2 separate regions of the Sus scrofa genome follow, and region 2 is linked to region 1. The links are chromatin contacts, called in public HiChIP or PLAC-seq maps. All regions are on one chromosome and are shown on one strand. Each heading gives the region's core, a stretch centred on a gene start, on an enhancer-like site or on the middle of the called end of the contact. The rest is flanking DNA. Distances are from core to core; before and after follow the strand shown.

Region 1 (5,278 bases), core at 1,539-4,038:
TCTGAGGGGCTGACGTGTGAGCAGAGATCTGGATGGGGAGGTGGGGGGACATGTAGAGAAGAGCTTCGGGGCAGAGAGCGTGGTTAGTGTGTTTGCAGAGCCCCGAGGAGGCCCATGTGCCTGGAGCTGGAGCTGGAGCTGGGGGGTGAGGAGAGGCGAAGGGGGGTTTTGAGGTTGAGAGGAGGGCAGGAGCCAGAGCCAGGGGGCCTGATGGACCTGGGAAAGACGTCAGACTTTATTTTACATAGACGGGGAGTTATCAGAAGGTGGTAAGGTCCCCAAATCCCAGAGGCAAGGGCTTGGGCTTCAGCATCCTGGTAGTCTGGTTTCCTGTTTGTGGAGAGGGCGTGGTTGAGTCTGGGTGGAGGGGCGGGGTGGGGGGGCGCGGCGGTGGCTCATGTGACAGATGAGTTTGTGGAGCTGGAGGGGAGACCAGCTCAGCCTCACGCACTGCAGTCGGGTCTGGGCACCTGGCTGCGCACAGCCGCCTTCAAAACAAAACAGCCCAAGGACAGGCATCGGCTTGGTGGGACCTCTGGGCTGAGTCACGTGGGCGGTGGAGTTTTAGACAACAAGCTTCACCGGAGTGTCTACAAGGCTCCGAGCATTCTCTAGACACGGGGTGGGAGAGAGGACAGCGATGGCTAAGGTGAGCTCTGCTTGTCTTCCTGGAGGAGAAGGAAGTTGTGATGTCTTCAGAGTGAAAGAGAGGAGCTGTCACCACCACAGGGAGAGCTGAGGGGCACTGAGAAGGCGCAGAGACCGCACTCGAGAAGGGGATTGGCTGAAGGTGCTGTGGCCGGAAGATATGCTATACAAGCTGTATAAACATCTGTGTATGTTATATGCACCGCTTTTGCAAATACTCCTTTCATGCTTAACCCTATGTGAGAAGCTGGGCTATGCACACAGCACTTCCAACAGAAAGTCTTCTGCAGGAGTTCCAATCGTGACTCAGTGGAAATGAATCTGACTAGTATCCATGAGAACGTGGGTTTGACCCCTAGCCTTGCTCAGTGGGTTATGGATCCGGTGTTGCCATGAGCTGTGGTCTAGGTTGCAGAAGCAGCTCGGATCCCGAGTTCTGATGGCTGTGGTGTAGGCGGGCAGCTGTAGCTCAGATTCGACCCCTAGCCTGGGAACCTCCATATGCTGTGGGTGTGACCCTAAAAAGACCAAGAAAAAAAGAGAGAGAGAGAGAGAGAGAGAGAGAGAGAGAGAGAGAGAGAGGAAACGTCTCCTGCAAATGATTGATGGGTTGACTCTACACAAACAATCCTGCTGAGCCCCCACAAACAACCCTGGGAGGTAGGCATCCTGCTCACTTTACAGATGAGGAAGCTGAAACTTAAGGAGGTTGAGGAACTTGTCAGAAGTCTCTACCATAAGGAAGAGGCAGGGTAGAGCTGGCTGGCACAGAGATCTGCAAAATCGAAGACTTCTCCGCAGAAGCAGAAGGGTGGAGGCCTGCTGTGGGGCCCCTCCAGCACCGGCTGGCTGAGGTCTGAGGACCTGCGCACCCTGAGATGCTATCTTGCTTTCAGGGCCGGGCAGGCTCACAGGAAGCCAGGTCTCCACCCTGTTCCTCCAGCTTCCAGAGTAAAAAATAACTTGGGCAGTTTCCGGAAGCATATGCATACTGCAGGAAGGACGTGGGATAGCAGTCAAGGTTCCCTTTGTTCTCTAAGGGGGCAAAACGCATAGCCAGCTCTCCCCAGCTCCCCTCCCCACTCTCCCATCCCCACCTCTCGCCTCCTCTCATTCTGAATTCCTGGGAGAGAATTTCCTTTGTGGCTCAGCAGTTAACGAACCCGACTAGTATCTGTGAAGATGTGGGTTCGATCCCTGGCCTTGCTCAGTGGGTTAAGGATCTGGCTTTGCTGTGAGCTGTGGTGTAGGTCGCAGACTCGGCTTGGATCCCACACTGCTGTGCCTGTGGTGTAGGCGGCCGTTGTAGCTCCGATTTGACCCCTAACCTGGGAACTTCCATATGCCGAGGGTGCGGTCCTAAAAAGCAAAGCAAAGCAAAACAAAACAAAACACAGAACTCCTGGGAGAGCTTGTACTGGAATCCCAGAGTTTTTCCTAAGTGTGGAAAGCACACCACTGACGGGATGGCAAACGATATTCATTGGGAAACAGCCAGGCTTTTAAGGAATTGTAATTGTAATGTGTTTATTTTCACGGTTCTGTTTTTGGCAAGAAATACCAGACTCCCAATCATTGTGGCAATAAAATGCTTCCCTTTTAATTGTATTTGACTTTTAAAAATGAGTTGATTTTAAGAAAAATGTTAACCGAGTAGTAACTCGGGTAGGGTGGAGATCTGGCCAGAGAAGAGGGATGAAAAGGACCCAAGTGCAGGAAATACTCAGCTCTGAACCCAGGACATCATCCTGGATGCAGGGATGGGCTCATAGCAGCAAATCTTTTTGGAAGAGCCACGTATGGGTCAAAGGGCAGCCCAGGCACCGGCAGGACAGAAGTCTTGACTCTGCCTTTCTCCGTGGGGGCCTGCATGAGCCTCCCGGCTCCCAGCCGAGTTCCCCTTTTCTGCAATGAGGAGGTTCCGGGCCCTTCCAGCCGACGACGCATTCTCATTCTTTCACTCTCCTGCCAGCCAGAGCTTAGACCAGGAGACGGTGTAACAGGAAACGATTTCACAAGCACAAGTCGCCTCGCTATCAAATATTTATCGCGCCCCTCCGCGCACGGGGTACCTCTACTCTCTCTAGGAAAGTCTTTTTATAAGCAAGGCTTTCTTGATCCAGCCTCCACAGCCCAGGGCGCCACCTGCTGTCCCCACGGCGCCAGTGCAGCCTCCGATTTTCGAGCCCCCTTCCCCGGGAGGGACAGGGAGAATCCCTGGGAAATCCGGGGACGCCGATCTTTTGGGAGGAGGTAGCGAGGCCAAAAGGGGATGCAAAGTAAATGGATCTCGGTGATGGGCAGAAAAGCCTCCCACGGATTGGAAGGGACCTCGGAGGGAACCGAAGGAAAGTGGTCAGCCGCAGCGCTGGCGTCCCGCCGTGCTTTTCTCTGACAAAAACGCTCACAACTGGCAGCTCCAGGCAACCAAGGGGACTGGATCTGCTCCCCAGCACAGCCCAGAGTGTGGAGAGAGCAACTTGGGAGCTGCATCAGAAGCTCAATAAATGGATGACGAAGCTCAGTAATTGGGACACTGCACTCTCTTTTTGCTGCTTTAAGTGGAGAGAGAGGCTATACAAGATTCAAGGTACAGAAAGGGCAATCCCCGGCCCCGTCCTCCCAACACACACAAGGAAATAGCTCCCTCAAGCTCTCTTAGCAGCCTCAGCGAGGCCTCCTCTGCTTCCAGAATGACATCTGCAGGTCAGTCGGCCTACCAACCCCCACCCCCAGAGCACCAAGCCCGCCCCCTAGTGGAAGCTAGAGCAAATGTCTCCAAATCTCCTTAAGTTTTGCAGCTGAAGGGTGGGGTGCAGTGTAGGAGCACAGACTCCCGGCCAAACGTGTTCTATCGCTTTGGTCTGGGTTGGCGGGGGCAGGGCGGGATGCATTAGAATAGGAGTGCTGTGGTCTTACCAGTAGGTTCTGGGGCGGTGGGTTTGGGGTGGGGTCCAGGAAGGCACCCTCCAATGACTCTGGCCCTCCAAAGGTGGCACACCACTGCACTGGCCAAAGGCCCTCCTTTCTCCAGGATTCTTCCAGATGCGGTGAAAAAAGACCCGTGATTGCGGGAACTTACTTTGGGAGACCTACTACCCCTGGGGCTTTATAAGAATTCTCATTCAGTGCTCACCACTGCCCTTTGAGTGGCGCCATCTCTCTGGGGAAGGGTTTTAAAGAAAGGGGAGACTAAGGCTTAGAGGATTCCTTCGCTTGCCCCAGACTCGTAAATGGCAGGGACCAGGTTGGAATTCAGCGCATTCTGATTTCCAAGCACATGTACTTTTTTTCCTATTTCCGTGACAGTGATTCTCTTGATTTATCTTATTTGGGCCTAATGATTTTAAAGTTGATTTTCAAAATAGGTGGTACAGGAATGTGGCTCAAAAATATCTAAAAAAGTGATGAAACATACTTAGTACCATTGCACAGCAATATGACTACATGTAACCCTCCTGACCCGCTGCACTGGAAAATTTAAAGATGGTGATTTTTGCTATGGTTTTTTAATCACATTAAAAAAAAAAAAAAAAGGCATTCAGGGAGTTCCTGTTGTGGCTCAGCAGTAATGAACCTGACTAGTATCCATGAGGCTGCAGGTTCCATCCCTGGCCTCTCTCAGTGGGTTAAGGATCTGGGGCATTGCCGAGAGCTGTGAGCTGTGGTGTAGGTTGCATGTTGCTGTGGCTATGCCCTAGGTTGGCAGCTGTAGCTCTGATTCGACCCCTAACCTAGGAATTTCCACATGCAGCAGGTGCAGCCCGAAAAGAAAAGGAAAGAAAAGAAAAAGGCATTCAGAGGAAGGATTCCCTCTTGCCTTTGTACCCTGTCTGTCTCGTGACCCCTCACCATGGGTAACCATTGTCATTAGTTTTATATGGATCTTTCACTTTTACTTGTTTATTTATGGCAGCACCCAAGGCATGTGGAAGTTCCCAGGCCAGGGACTGAACCTGTGCCACAGCAGTTGGATCTTTAACCTCTATGTCACCAGGGAACTCCTGGACCTTTCGTTTTTAAAAAGTACACACAGTAAATACGAATACATCTCCCCCCTCCCCTTTTGCATAAATCGGCATCTTATAACTGTATAGGATATCTTGGAGATATTTCTTTTTTTTTTAATGGAAGTTCCTGGGCTAGGGGTTGGATTGGAGCTGCAGCTGCCAACCTTTGCCCGAGCAACGCAACGCAGGATCTACAATGCAGCTTGCAGCAATATGGGATCCTTAACCCACTGAGCATGGCCAAGGATCGAACTCGCATCCTCATGGACACTATATCTGGTTTTTACCCTCTGAGCAAATTAATTTTTGAAATTAATTAAAATTTTAAAATTGAGATGTAATCAACATACAACATTATATGAGTTCCAGGTGTACAACGTAATGATTCAATAACTGTATACATTGTGACACAATCTCCCTAATAAGTCTTAGTTAACATCCATCATCTTTCATGGTTACAGAAATTTTTTTCTTTTTGTCTTTTTAGGGCCGTTCCAGGAGCATATGGACGTTCCCAGGCTAGGGGTTGACTCTTAGCTGTAGCTGCTGGCCTGTGCCACAGCCTACAACAATGTGGGATCCGAGAGGTGTCTGTAACCTGCACTACAGCCACAGCCACG
Region 2 (5,278 bases), core at 1,814-4,313, 280 kb before region 1:
TGTGCCTTTGAAGAATTAACCCCTGTTTCAGTTGCTCGCTGGCTGCAGGGAACAGTATTATACACCCTCCCCTCCACCCCTACCCCAAAGGAATCACAAAGCTGTTAATTGTGAAAATGAACCCTTCTTTTGTAATCCAGAAGGGGTTCCTTTCATGGCAGTACCACAAAATGCAGCTTTTCAACTCATGAGACTGGGCTTGAGAGTGTCGTGTATGCGTCAGGTTAAGCAGAACACAGAGAATAATGAGCAAAGATAATTACAGATAATCTGGGGCTGTCTGTGGTTGGGTAGGTTTTTGTTTGCGTCACCTTCGGGGGAGTAGTTATTGGTGTTGGTACCACCTTGTTCCTTTCCCTTGTTTGGACCACCTGCCCAGAGATACCACTTGCTGCATCATGTAGTCAAAAGCTAAGAAACTTTTTTTAAAACAAGAAAGTGACTGTCATCTTCTGAGGTATTACACCCCTCCGTCCTCCCTCCCCACCGTGATTCTTTGGCTCTTGGGCCTGTTTTTAGACAAATCATGTTGCTGTGACAGAGGGAAAGGGTCTGGGAAAGATCACGTGATCGTGTCCTAGTGCCAGCTGCTTTGGGAAAGCCTGACCCTTCCCCGTGAGGCGTCCGAGGCCATAGAACATCCTTTCGTCATAGGTGTGGCGACATCCGCTGCCGAGCCTGGCCTGGCCCTGAGGGAGCACCCCTGCATTTCACTCCTGCTTCGCCAGGGCCCACGTTTGTCCTGCTGCAGGGCGGCCACCGTTTGGCAGAGCGAGTGCCTTGCAGGTTCTGCCCCTGGTGCTGTTTGCATATCTGCCCCCTCCATGCTGTTAAAGCTCCTCGGTTAGGCCCTGAGCACCCTGGCTGTGTCCTGAATTAGACTTACAACAGGCTGATTATGCTGATGAGAAACCTGAGGCAGTCTTGAGTTTCGGTATCTTCTTCTTTTTTTCCTGTATGTATTTAATTTATGTGATTCCTAACAGTTGTGTGATTGTGCTTGAAGCCCCGTCTGTGGGGTCCTGGGTGGGACTGGGGCCCGGAGAGTGTCTTGTTTTCCTCCAGCGAAGGGGCTATGGAGACAGACACGTGAGTCTTAGAAGCCTGGATTAAATATTACTGTACTATATCATTCATTTCCTCTCATTTATGTATAGCAAGGCTTTCAGCATTATCAAATTCTCCCCGGAGCTCTCGGAGGGCTACTATAATTATTATGGTTTTACTGATTAGAAAACCAGATGCAAAGAGGCAGAGTAGCTTTTTTCAAGGCCAAGAGGGAAGCCAGAGCCAGGAGTGAAGGCTATTATTCACTGACTCTCTCATCATGTAATTTTAACCTGATAACTCAGGGTGTAGCTTGTGTTAACATTTTGGACTGTATCATTTCATTCATTCTCATGTACATTTGTTTATATTATATTAGTAAAAATCATGGCATGTGAAATTTCATACTCCCTTCTTTCCTGCATTTGACAGTGTTTCAAAAGAATTTTCTCGCATCGCTTAAAAACACTTAGGAAACAGTTTTAGGGACTGCGTGGTAGTTTATGAAGTGAATGGCTGCACCACCGTTTACTTGGTGTTCTAATGTCGAGTATTTATATTGGATCTAATTTTTGCTCTAACAGTGCGGCAGTGAGTAGCTTTGTTGTCTAAACATTTGTCTGAACCTACAGTTATGCCCTTAACTATAGCTTCCCAGAAAATAGAATCCCTGGGTCTGAGCTTATGAGTATTTGGGAGGCCTTCAAAATATGGACAAATGGCTTTCTGCAAAGAGTGATTCAGTTTGTATTTCCATAGCAATGGTATTTGAGATGATCTCTCCGCTCTCATTAACATTGATCATTGTCATTTCTTGAACTTCTCTACCAGTGACTTTAATTTGGTAACCAGAAAGTGGTATCTTTCTTTTAGTTTTTTTTATTTTATTTTTTGTCTTTTTCCAGGACCGCTCATGCAGCGTATGGAGGTTCCCAGGCTAGGAGTCCAATTGGAGCCACAGCAACGCGGGATCCGAGCCGCATCTGGGACCTACACCACAGCTCACGGCAACGTTGGATCCCTAACCCACTGAGCGAGGCCAGGGATCGAACCCGCAACCTCATGGTTCCTAGTCGGATTCATTAACCACTGAGCCATGATGGGAACTCCGGTTTCTTTTATAATTTAAATTTGTTTGTGTCTTGGTGAAATCATCGTTTTTTCATGTGGCTATTAACCATTTATTAAGAACCGCTGTTTGAGCCCAAGAAAAGGGCGTAGAAGAAGCACGTTGACTGTGCAGGTCCCACAGGAAGGGTTTGTGGGACAGGGTCCACGTGATGCAGGCAGGTTGAACTTTTTTCTTGATTGTTGTTTGCCTTACCTTAACATCTCCGTCTGGCTTGAATGTTTCCGTCTGGGGCAAGGCTGGTAATGAGGTCCAGGGACTCTCACCCTTTTCTGAGGGGGGAGAAGGCAGTTCTAGAGCCGAGCACCGAGAGCCTGTGCCGAGGACTCCGAAGGGTCCGCTTTAAGCTGGACCTCATTCCTTGCAGGGCGTGTTCGTGAGGTGATGTCTCCCTTCTGTTCTGTTTTAATGAGGACTCAAAGCACGTGTTCTGTGCAACTCCAGCGTTTCCCTCGTCTCGCTTTGCGTCGCACAAGGTGCGGTGGATGAGTCTTAAAATCCAGGGCCAGCCTGTCTTCCCTCATTAGCTGGCAGCCTTCTCCTGACTGGAGCCTCGCTTGGTTCTCTAGGCTCACGGCTCCACGATGGAACATTCTGAAGCACAGACTCGTTCTTGGTTAATGGCATTTTCAGCACGCAGCCGCCGTACCTGGAGCCGGGAGAGAAAGGCCATCCTGCGCCTTGTCGGGTCTAGTTTTCGTCAGAAGTAGCTCTCCCCACCCCCACTCCCTCGGTGCGCGAAGCCCCGAATTCACTGCTCCGCTTGGAAAGGGAGCGATGTCCCAGACCATTGGTTACATAATTGTGGATTGGCTTTCACCCATCCCGCTTTCCTGCCTCCTGTGATAGTGAATTCCAGGCTGGCAACAGTAATGAGATCTGAGAAAAGCCCATCGCAAAGCACAGCAGGCTAAAGAAACTCGCAGCCTCTTCTGTGCATGGGCTAGAGTTTCAGAGCCCTTCATTTTCAGGGGACAGAAACCTTAGACAGTAGTGCTTTTTTTTTTTTTTTTCCTCTCCCTCGTGCGTTAATTTTAATTAAGCAGTGACACCTGCTTTCTTTTCCACCCTGAGATCTACATGTAGCTAAACCTGTTCTAAGTGCCTTCCCACCCTTGGTAATTAGGTTACTTAGATATGCTGCAAACTGAGCAGCAGGCGGAAGATCTCCCACAAGCTACTGAGTAACCCAGGAATTGCTAGATTTTTGTGTAACAGGTAAGTAAGTGCTTGTGAGGGGTTGGAAAGATCAGGAAAGACTTCCTAGAATCCGGTTGAGCCAGACTTTGAAAGATCAAGTGACATTACAGAGGTATGACTATGGGAGTATATATAACTCAAGACTCACACTTCTGATCCAGTATGGGCACTGCAGCATGCAGTCTGCAAAGGATTTTCTCTTTAAAGCTCACAAGAACACCGCAGAACAAACAGGTGGTAGGAAGTTTAATGCTTGGTGTACAGTCAAATAGCCCGCAAGTGGCAAAAAGTCCAAACTGTTGTCTGTTTTCACTCATGATTCAGTCTCAAAGAGGAGCCCCGTAGGGCCCAGCAGGAGCGTAGACTAAGAGAGCCCTTCACCTTGAAGGGCACAGCGAGGCTGTAGTGCTCAGGGATCATTCAGAGACATCCCAGAATGTGTCCAGGTATCAGTAGAGTCCAAAATGAAGGTCCGATGTTATTAAACATAAGTCAGGAGTTCCCATCATGGCTCAGTGGTTAACAAATCCGACTAGGAACCATGAGGTTGCAGGTTCGGTCCCTGCCCTCGCTCAGTGGGTTAATGATCCGGCGTTGCCATGAGCTGTGGTATAGGTTGCAGACGCAGCTCGGATCCCGCGTTGCTGTGGCTCTGGCTTAGGCCGGTGGCTGCAGCTCCGATTCAACCCCTAGCCTGGGAACCTCCATATGCCTCGGGAGCGGCCCAAGAAATAGCAAAAAAAAGACCCAAAAAAAAAAAAAAAAAAACATAAGTCAGAAATCACTTTTGAAAAGAATAGTGGAAAACAGTTCTTTAATTTCATGAGCTATAAGACTAGGAGGACCATAACACAACTAAAATACATAATATATATAATAATACATAATGTTTAGATGACTTTATTATATATTGTATATTAATATATACAGTACTCAGTTACAGAAGGAAGGGTATTTGTCAGGTGAATGTGATAACCACTACACTATGGAAACAGAAAGGGATTTGTAAAGAAGGTAAGAAAAGATTTTTTTTTTTTTTTTGGCTGCACCTGCAGCATATGTAAGTTCCTGGGCCAGGGATCAAACCCAGGCCACAGCAACAGCCTGAATCACTGCAGTGACAACACCAGATCCTTAACCTGCTGAGCCACAAGAGAAGTCTAAGAAAGATATTTTAAAACATTTTGTGAGGAGTTCCCTTTGTGGTGCAGCAGAAATGAGTCCGACTAGCAACCATGAGGTTGTGGGTTCAATCCCTGGCCTCGCTCAGTGGGTTAAGGATCCGGCGTTGCCGTGAGCTGTGGTGTAGGTTACAGACGAGGCTCGGATCCCACGTTGCTGTGGCTCTGGTGTAGGCCAGTGGCTACAGCTCCGATGAGACCCCTAGCCTGGGAACCTCCATGTGCCACAGGTGTGGCCCTAAAAAGACAAAAGACAAAAACAAAAAACGCTTTGTGAGATAGTACAGGAACAGTAAGAATTATGGAAAAACTAAAAGAAGATGAAAACAGGGAATAAAGATAGAGTCAGATATTTTCTACATTTAAAAAAAAAAAAAAAAATTTATGACCACACCACAGACACATAGCACATAGAGGTTCCCAGGCCAGGGACTGAATCTGAGCCGCAGCCGCAGCAACACCAGATTTTTTTTTAACCCACTGTGCCAGGCCAGGGATCGACACCGCACCTCCACAGTGACGCGAGCCACTGCAGTCGGATCCTTAACCCACTGTGCCACAGGGGAAACTCCTCAACATTGTTAAACCTCTACCCATTTTAGGTTTCTGGCTATAGACTTGAGCATCATTCTTCTTTACTCAGATTGGAATTACAAAGACGAAGAGAAAAGATGGTCTGATAGGGCAGTTGGCCCCTGTTCCTCAGATGTCCCATCTCAAG

The links. HiChIP or PLAC-seq counts read pairs in DNA pulled down with a chosen protein or histone mark.
Region 2: an H3K27ac HiChIP or PLAC-seq map of skeletal muscle shows a contact between it and region 1. The contact joins two enhancer-like sites. A contact is called at or near these places in 2 of 5 promoter capture datasets (fetal liver and liver), 1 of 47 Hi-C or Micro-C datasets (embryonic fibroblasts) and 2 of 2 datasets of contacts at active chromatin or transcription factors (alveolar macrophages and skeletal muscle).

What each region holds. Positions count from the first base shown.
Region 1 is chr6:36,108,336-36,113,613 of Sscrofa11.1, reverse strand. No RefSeq gene overlaps it. Among named protein-coding and RNA genes, the nearest start is that of N4BP1, 11 kb to the left of the region's middle. Within about 2 kb of position 2,788, at least 47 of the 83 cell types and tissues checked have an H3K27ac peak or open chromatin away from gene starts, as enhancers often do. A contact at or near this core is called in skeletal muscle, where this site is marked.
Region 2 is chr6:36,388,271-36,393,548 of Sscrofa11.1, reverse strand. The region is part of intron 11 of LONP2 (lon protease homolog 2, peroxisomal); the gene reads left to right. Among named protein-coding and RNA genes, the nearest start is that of SIAH1, 53 kb to the right of the region's middle. Within about 2 kb of position 3,063, at least 6 of the 83 cell types and tissues checked have an H3K27ac peak or open chromatin away from gene starts, as enhancers often do. A contact at or near this core is called in skeletal muscle, where this site is marked.